Regions from separate parts of the Mus musculus genome. Here regions 1 and 2 are each linked to region 3. The links are chromatin contacts, called in public HiChIP or PLAC-seq and promoter capture Hi-C maps. All regions are on one chromosome and are shown on one strand. The core of a region is the stretch at or near the end of the contact, and the rest is flanking DNA. Distances in the headings are between cores, read along the strand shown. Region 1 overlaps Gm34917 (predicted gene, 34917). Region 2 overlaps Rcan2 (regulator of calcineurin 2). Region 3 holds the start of Slc25a27 (solute carrier family 25, member 27).

What was found. Promoter capture Hi-C pulls out the DNA fragments that hold promoters and counts their contacts. HiChIP or PLAC-seq counts read pairs in DNA pulled down with a chosen protein or histone mark.
Region 1: a contact with region 3 is called in a promoter capture Hi-C map of hematopoietic stem and progenitor cells, with 2.2 times the contacts expected there. The contact joins the enhancer-like site here to the promoter of Slc25a27 in region 3. A contact is called at or near these places in 12 of 39 promoter capture datasets (the 3T3-L1 cell line, 3T3-L1-derived adipocytes, the C10 cell line and 7 more), 1 of 15 datasets of contacts at CTCF or cohesin (the NIH/3T3 cell line), 2 of 115 datasets of contacts at active chromatin or transcription factors (embryonic stem cells and forebrain) and 1 of 9 other capture datasets (embryonic stem cells).
Region 2: a FOXA1 HiChIP or PLAC-seq map of pancreatic cancer cells shows a contact between it and region 3. The contact joins the enhancer-like site here to the promoter of Slc25a27 in region 3. A contact is called at or near these places in 5 of 39 promoter capture datasets (3T3-L1-derived adipocytes, the C10 cell line, cranial neural crest and 2 more), 1 of 15 datasets of contacts at CTCF or cohesin (the NIH/3T3 cell line), 4 of 115 datasets of contacts at active chromatin or transcription factors (cardiomyocytes, embryonic forebrain, embryonic stem cells and 1 more) and 3 of 9 other capture datasets (adipose tissue, embryonic stem cells and pancreatic islet).

What each region holds. Positions count from the first base shown.
Region 1 is chr17:44,119,639-44,122,338 of GRCm38.p6, reverse strand. It overlaps Gm34917 (predicted gene, 34917), which reads right to left. Exons shown (of 4, transcript NR_167720.1): 2 at 1,162-1,346; 3 at 1-56. Among named protein-coding and RNA genes, the nearest start is that of Enpp4, 15 kb to the right of the region's middle. Within about 2 kb of position 1,263, at least 58 of the 459 cell types and tissues checked have an H3K27ac peak or open chromatin away from gene starts, as enhancers often do. A contact at or near this core is called in hematopoietic stem and progenitor cells, where this site is marked.
Region 2 is chr17:44,033,738-44,036,437 of GRCm38.p6, reverse strand. All of the region lies in intron 4 of Rcan2 (regulator of calcineurin 2), which reads right to left. Among named protein-coding and RNA genes, the nearest start is that of Gm34857, 8.7 kb to the left of the region's middle. Within about 2 kb of position 1,252, at least 18 of the 459 cell types and tissues checked have an H3K27ac peak or open chromatin away from gene starts, as enhancers often do. A contact at or near this core is called in the NIH/3T3 cell line and pancreatic cancer cells, where this site is marked.
Region 3 is chr17:43,665,896-43,668,595 of GRCm38.p6, reverse strand. Slc25a27 (solute carrier family 25, member 27) reads left to right here and starts at 1,382. Exons shown (of 9, transcript NM_001357122.1): 1 at 1,382-1,696. The coding sequence starts at 1,594. It overlaps Cyp39a1 (cytochrome P450, family 39, subfamily a, polypeptide 1), which reads right to left and starts at 1,224. Exons shown (of 12, transcript NM_018887.4): 1 at 802-1,224. The coding sequence starts at 987.

The sequences.
Region 1 (2,700 bases), core at 14-2,513, 450 kb before region 3:
AAATGCCAGTTCCTTCTGGAAAAAGCTTTATGTTTGATATTTCAGAGGTAGTAGCACTGAAGGAGTCAAACAAAAAACAAAAACAGAATTATGCCAGTATTCCTTATTCCAAGTCTGGGAGGAGGGAGGAACCACGGCCTTTGGAAGGACTGTTGTTAGAAGGTCTCCGCAGCTTGTCCAGGGAATGCAAGGTGCTCTCCTGTTTCTGGGCTCTTGCCCCACCTGGCCCCGAGCTGTAGGAACATCAGACTAGGCCATTAAAGTACAGGGGAGCAGGAGTGAGCCTGTGCCTGCCCCGAGGGTTACACACTAATTGAGAACAGAGTCCATATTGTTCTTTCTTTGCTGAGCAGGGCCCACTGCCAGTGCAGAGCCACCAAGCTCAGAGATGCCCCGCTGGGAAGATGCCTCCAGGACCCAGCTAACTAGGTGTGGGAGGGAGCACCAGCAACTGGTGGCTCTCTTTCCTGGTCGAAAGGTCAGGAGGTGAGAGCAAAGAATGTGGTTAAACTGTGGTTAGAAACGTCAAACTTCCTAGACAGGTTCCACCACAAGATTTCAATTTGAGAGGTTGAAACCTAATAAAAGTTGGGCTAGCTCAAAGATCAAACTCGGGAAAGATGCGCAATTTATCCTCGCTACAGGTATAATGCTTGGGGCAAGGCAGTCACCTGGCTGTTCTCAAAGCTTTGGAGGAACAATCGGGACGTCACAATTTCCTGGAGTAAAGCGACCGCGGCAGGAAGCCAGAACTTTCTAGAAAGATTATCACTGCACACTGACATGTGCACAGGCAGTGGTTTCTTCTGTGTTCACAGGGGGGAAAAGGAGTCAATGCATACTTTTTAGAAAAACACAGGTGAGAGGATTGTGGGAAATTTTTACTTTCATTTCTGTGAAGTTCTAGAGTATGCAAAGGCTGTGAACATCTTTAAAACTCAGGGTGGGGGGATGGATTATGGGGGCTGTGGATGTCCACTGGCCATGTGGCTGGCGTTTGCTGTGTGCTCAAGTGCTGGAGAGTGGGACTCACTGATGGGCATATTTCCTCATTGACATGAAGGGCAGAACAGATCGTCCTGGTGGTCTAAAAGCCTGCCCTAAAGAGGAGGGCCGGCACTCTCTTTAACCGCTCTGGTGAGTTGCCGCCCAGCTCCTCACCTTGGTATGGTGTGATTTAGGCCATGGTCTTAGATCTGCATACACGCTAGGCAGATATTTGCCATGACAATGTGCTTCTGTTTGCTACCCGCCTCAACCCTTGCTTTGTCTGCCTTGCAATCTTTGCCTTCTTTCTGACTTCAGTTGCTGAGGTCAGAGCTGTGACACGTGGAAACGTCAAGTGGCTAGGGAAAAAGCAAAACAGAACCAAACGTAAACCAAATGAGAAATCTGTAGGCATATATTTTTGCAACCTACTTCAATAAGGGTTCAACCTCTCCTCTCGCCCACCGCCCAGCAGAGGTAATGGAAGAGAAACGTTATTAGGATATGGGGGAAGTGGGCCTGTTCATAAGAGTTCTTTGGGGGTGAGGTTGAGCTTCTTTGGCAGCAGTTTGGTCCTGTAGCAAACACCAAATACAACTCAGCAGTTGCAGACCAGTCCTCTAGGCAAGCAGATACCAAATGCGAACTGGCAGCTACAGTCCAGTCCTTCCAGCAAGCAGACACCAGGCAGCTGTAGTTCAATCCTGGAGAAATTATTGCCAGGCTCGCCAACCAGCCTGCAACCAGGCCACAGTAGAAGGAACCTCGAGAAGTGGCGAGCTGCCGCACCACACACACAGACACACACACACAGACACAGACACACACACACACACACACACACACACAGGATGGCGTGCACATTTCCATTCTCTAAGGGGACTGACAGAAACTTCAAGAGGCTAATATGCCTATAGTCACATAACTAGTTTTAGCAGAATCCATAATTAAGATTTTTAAAACAAACAAGCAAATAAACAAACAAAACATGGCCTCTATATGTTTTTTCCTGGAAGCCTTTGCACATAAACAGTTTTTTAGCTTGGTCTACCTTACCTTTAAACAACTGTTATACATTGTATACTTGTAAATTTGGTTCTACGTATTGAAAATTGCTGCTTTAAAAACATCTGAAATCCTTAACAGTTTACCAAGATGATTTCTGCTAATATAGAGATTTAATGAATATGGCAAAATGCAAGTGAGACCCACAAAGCTACATATGGAGAAAAACTGATGATGGGATGAAGGCCAAAGTTCTCAAGCAAAAATGAGGAAGAGGCTGTTTGTCAAGGATGATGGTATACAGCAGCAAACTGGGAAGAAAATACTCAGATAAGAAGACATGGGACATCAGCCAAGAAAGCAAAGAGATCTCAAAGCAATTGACAGCTGCTGGGCTAAAGGGAGAGTTGGAAAAGGAAATGAAGCATGGATATGATCATATATCTTTGTATACATGTAAAACATTCTTGAGAATAAGGAAAAAACTGAAGCCAATTATGCCTAGTACATAGCACTAGAACAAAGTAGCTGAGCCACAGTAAGTGAATTTTCAATTGCAAAACTGTCTGGCTTCCCAGTAGAGACTAGACAGTGTGTAGCAGGAAAGGAAGCAGGAATTGGGGAGGTAGGTACAGCAGAGCCTAGAGAAGGAGAGGTGTGACCAAAGCATTGCTAGAAGGAGATGGAAGCAAGTTCGAGGGCAGCATT
Region 2 (2,700 bases), core at 3-2,502, 370 kb before region 3:
CACATACCTAGGTCAGACTCATGCAGGCTCCCTAGTTGTCAGTTCTGTTTCTCTGAGCCCCTGTGAGCCTAAGTTAGTTGATTCTTTGGGTTTTCCTGTGGTGTCCTTGACCCCTCTGGTTCCTTTTGTCCTTCCTCTCCCTCAGGAAAGAGTCTTAAAAGCTGCTTTAGTAAGGTTTGCAAAGGAAATAGGTCAAACATGTTTTGGTGCATTGGGAAGCCTGCGATCTGACATCAGATGGAATAAGGCCTGTCTGTCATTGTGTCCTAGCTAACATCTATCAAATATTCAACTGCCATCTGTCCACTATCAACTAGCCAACCACAAATAAGCCATTTAACCTTTCTCAGGACAGCAAGCACTGTAATGCTCTGGCTCCTCAGTGCCCTCCAAAAGCTCAGGTTGCCATGCCCTTGGACATGAGAGAACATTCAAGAGCTGAAGCATCACAGAAGGAAGTTAGACCATTGAGGATATGCTCCTGAAGGTGATGATCAGACCCCGGCCCTCTTCTCTCTCCTTTTTTGCTTCCTGACCTCCATGAGGTAAGTGGGTCTGCCTTCTCCATCATGGTTCTGTAGAAAGATTCTCTTATCAATATCACTCGTCAATAAATAAGCTGACGGCTAATGAGCTGAGGCAGAAATAGGGGGTGAGGCACTGGCAGGAAGAGAGGGGATTCTGGAAAATAGTAGGAAATGAAAGAGAGACACAGGGGAGAGCCAAGAGAGATGAGATTCAAGACCAAGAAGATGGGCGTAAACCAGCATGCAGATACTGAGGAGATTCTAAGGAAGAAGTGGGCTGGGACTAAAGAAGAGGTAACTAACCACATAGACATAGAATAGTTTAAATGGGCTAAATAAGTTACGAGCTAGTCAGGGAATGAGCCAAAGCTTATGGCCTAGAAATAATAATAATAATAATAATAATAATAATAATAATAATAATAATAATAAATGTCTTAAAGTTGTTATTGATGGGGACTAAAGGACCAAAAGGAAAAAACAGATTTAAAAATTACTTTTACATGGTTCCCTCCTGACAACTGTGCTTCACAGCACCAAGTGAGCATGGACCAAAGGCTCTGAAGCCATAAGCCCAAATCAACTTCATTGACTGATTAGTTTAGGTGTCTTGTCTCAGTGACAGAGAGCTGACTAACACAGCCAGTTAGTCAGACCTGTTACTGTTTGATCCCAGGACTTGCTGCTAATGGCTGAGTAATCTTGAGTCAAACATGTTTTGGCAGAGATAGTCTTTAAATTCTCCTCCAGATGTATGATTCACACAACCACAGCTCTGGGGTATAATAGGCATGGATTATTGCTTGTCCGGAATCTTCAGTGGTTAGTGAGTGACTGGTTGGTGATCATTAAGGCCATAATCCCAAGAGTCTTTCATTCTCTCTCTCTGTCTCTCTCTGTCTCTCTCTCTGTCTCTCTCTCTGTCTCTCTGTCTCTCTCTCTCTCTCTGTCTCTCTCTCTCTGTCCCTCTCTCTGTGTCTCTCTCTCTGTCTCTGTCTCTCTCTCTCTCTCTCCCTCGCCCCCCTCTCTCCCTCTCACTGTCTCTTTGGCTTGGGGGTACATAGGTATATAGATATGCATATGTGTACATGAGCATATGCAGCCTAGAGGACATTCATAGATATTGTCCCTCTTGCACATCCACCTTTGGCTGTTGTTTGTGGTGGTTTGAATATGCTTGGCCCAATGAGTGGCACTATTAGGAGGGGCGGCTTTGTTGGAGGAAGTATGTCACTGTGGGGGTGGGCAAAGAGACCTTCCTCCTAACCATGTAAGAGCCACTCTTCTAGCAGCCTTCAGATGAAGATATAGAACTCTCAGCTCCTCCTGCACCATGCTTGGCTGGACATTGCCATGCTCCTGTCTTGATAATGGACTGAACCTCTGAACCTGTAAGCCAGTCCCAATTAAATGTTGTCCTTATAAAAATTGCCTCTGGTTCCCTGTTTTACAATCAAGTCACTCCCTGGCATCTATATGTCTTCATTTCACCTCAGTAGGTATTTCTTGAGCCTCTCCCATGGTCTTCCCCATTGCTGAATGCACAGTGTAGTCAAACAACATTTGTGCCTTAACAGCATAGACCAGTAGAAGCAACACAATCTCCATGTACAAGAGAAGGTGGGTCTACAGCCTGTACTGTCTCCATAACTGTTAGCATCTCCATCTTCCCCTGAAACCTCACTCCTTACAGCCCATCCTTCAGGACTCAACAGAGAAAGGACTTCTAAAGGTAGTATCTTCTAGATTGTATCTTGGTGACCAACTCCCCAAGTCTCACCAAGTTCAGATGTCCTTGAACTAGTCAAGAAGATTCTGTGTCACCTCTCAGCAGTCTTTTCCTGAATTCACCCACTCTCCGTGTGCTTTGTCAGAGTGACTTACCAGTTCTCGCCTAATCATGGTGTCTATATTCTTACACTCGGCCTATCTGCTGCTATTATTTGGAACCATCTCACCTCTCTCTAAGAGTTCCTTAAATCTTGCCTTCCTACAAGGATCACAACCTAGAAACCACCCTGCCCAGGAATCGTGCCTGCTGTCCTAGGTCTGTAATGTGAGCCTCTACTTGATGATTAGAACGAGTATTGTTAGTCCCCATGACAGGGTGTCAGCCATTTGTGGTTCTGTCCACACACTGGTAATCGAACAGGAGCGGAACAGAAAACTTGCA
Region 3 (2,700 bases), core at 133-2,632:
GTGGGTTCTAAGGTTCAGTCTCAAGATGCCAGGCTTGGCAGCAGACACCTTTACCCACCGAGCCCTCTTGCTGGCCCTCCACCTCAGTTTTTGAGACAAAGCCTCTCTCACTGAACCTGGAGGGGTTGAGGTATGGACTCAGGTTTTTGTGGTTGCTGCAGAAAGCACTTCATCCACCATGCTGGCTTCCCAACCAAAACCACAGTAAGATCTTGGCCGCCAAAATATGAATAGAAATTAAAAGGCCAGCCAGTAAAAGTGCCTTCTCTAAACTGTTCAACATTCAGTAGCTGCTTTATGGGAAAAAAAAAAAAAAAAAAAACCCTTACAGTGGAATCCATTACTTATTTCCTCAGGGCAGGGAATAAGGGAGGGAGGAACTCACCAATAAAATAGTATCTGGTGGTAGGGATGGGGAGAGAAAGAAAGAATATTGGGGAGCTTTTAATCTGTAAAGATCAATTTAGCAAATCAAGTTTTATAAAATCGTAGAGTTACCTCTACTTGTGATACAAATTTATTACTCGTTTTCACAAACTGAAATCATGGAAACTCTTCTGTCGCCGCCCCCAAACTACAAGCTTACATCTGCAATGTTAATAAACACCCACTTAGAATTAACTGCAGGGAATTACTAACAGTCAAAAGACCTGACTATTTCCAACAAGGTATGTAGAGAAACAGAGTAGACGAATTGCCGGAAGTATGTGTATGCCCAATGTTCCAACACTGAGTTTAATAAAAGAAAAATTAGAAAAGGAAATACTACCTCCCTCCAAACTCCCTGTCACTGCTACATACCTTGATTCTTGCTTTTTCTATAAATTCAAGAGGGGCTTTCCCAAACTCAAGTCCAGCTCCAATCCAGGGAATCCAGCCTTGGATGCACGGGGGTCCAAGCAAATTCTTCAACCGAGAGAATAAGAAAAGAACACAGCTTCCCAGAACGGCGATTGCTATTGGTGAGAATAACTCCATAATGCCCATCTTCCAGAATCAACAGACGTTTGAAAACGTCCTTCTCCAGGGGAATCTCCTAGTCCCCCGCCGACTGAGGAAAATGCGCCCAGTTTTGCAAACTCTGAGCCGAGAAACTTTTTAAACAAATTCTCTTGCGTAACTGTGGTTCCTTTGCCCCGCCCCAGTTTTTGTGTGATTTTTGCATTGTGGCTATCTTCCACCTTCCCACGGCTTTCAAATTATGAGAAAAAAAAAAAAAAAAAAAAAAAAAAAAAAAGCTTTGATTTGAACTGGGCTGGGCTGGGCTGGGACGGAGGAGGCGGGAACACATCCTGAGGCGGCGGAGCTCGAGTAAACTAGCTGTTTGCAGCGGGCGCCTAGCTACCAGCCAATCAGAGAAGTCGCTGAGCCCCCAAGAACTACATTTCCCAGAAGCCTCTTGGGTGCGGCTTTGTTTTTCAGCACCTGAGGCCGCCGGACCGGTCCAGCTACCAGGCGGGCGGCGCCTTTGCAGAGCGTAATAAAGGCACATGGTCCTGACCTGACCTCTCTCGGGCTGAAAAGGGGCGGCGCCGGCAGGGTGGCAGGTTCCCAGGCGACCAGCGGTGCCCAGTGGTCCTGACTTGCTGCTGAATGCCTATCGCCGAGGAGGAGAAGCTGCTGCCGCTCACGCAGAGATGGCCCCGGACGAGCAAGTTCCTACTGTCCGGCTGCGCCGCAACCGTGGCCGAGCTAGGTACCGGCCGCCCCCGCCTCGGCCTCCCCAGCGAGTGGCTGCGGCATCGTGCTGGGGGAGGGATGGGCGGGCAGCCTCACTCCTGGCTGGAGTGCATCTTCAGAGGTTGGACCCTCGCAAGGATGTGGTCAGGTGCCCAGTAGGCCAGCTTCGGGAGGAGCGTGGATTGGAGGTGTCCAGGGTCCTTGTCTTCCCATCCCCAGGGATGTTGTCTTATGCCTGAGTGAGTACTCTTGGGCTCTTCATGAGCCCTATACCTCTCTAGGAAACATTTCCCCTTTCGTAAGGATGACCTTTATAGAACCATAATCCATTTGTTCACAGTTTTTTGGTTTGGTTTTGGTTTGTTTTTTTCTTTTTCATCCTCCCTGGGATCGTTTTTTGTGGTTTATAGTCTTATGCTGCCTCGGGAGTCTTTAAGATTTGAGTTGGGGGAAGGGGGACAGTGAGTCCTACCTTGAGGGACTCCAATTGTTAACCATCCCTCTGGAACATTTGCTTAATGCCAGTCAGCCACATCACTTCTCTGAGCCTATACCCGTTAAGGGGAATTCTGAGAAGTAATTTTTATATGTGGTAAATGCAAGGTAGGGGCAGCATTATTCCAGTTGATGCAGTAGTGGGTCCTGGATATACAATTGCAAAAAACCCCAGTGTGGCCTTCTTCCAGGCTCAGTGGGGTGGCGGGTGGGGGGTGGCACATGCAGAGAAAGACATTTATTTACAGCTGCTGCCTGTTGCAGAGAAGCTATTTCTGTGTGTTCCAAGAACATTATAGGAACAAAACAAAACAAGACAGATCCATCTGCCTAAGTGAGTTCAAAGAAACAAACAACAACAACAAATAAATAAATAAGTAAATAAACAGACCACCTAAAGTGGATTACGGCACTATGGCATGAGCAAAGGGTGGGGGTGTTGTTGTGGTTGTTGTTGTTTTTCAGGAAGGGGGCAGGGAGGTTTTGAGTACAACCTGTGGTCTCTGTGAAGCTATTTGAGATTAC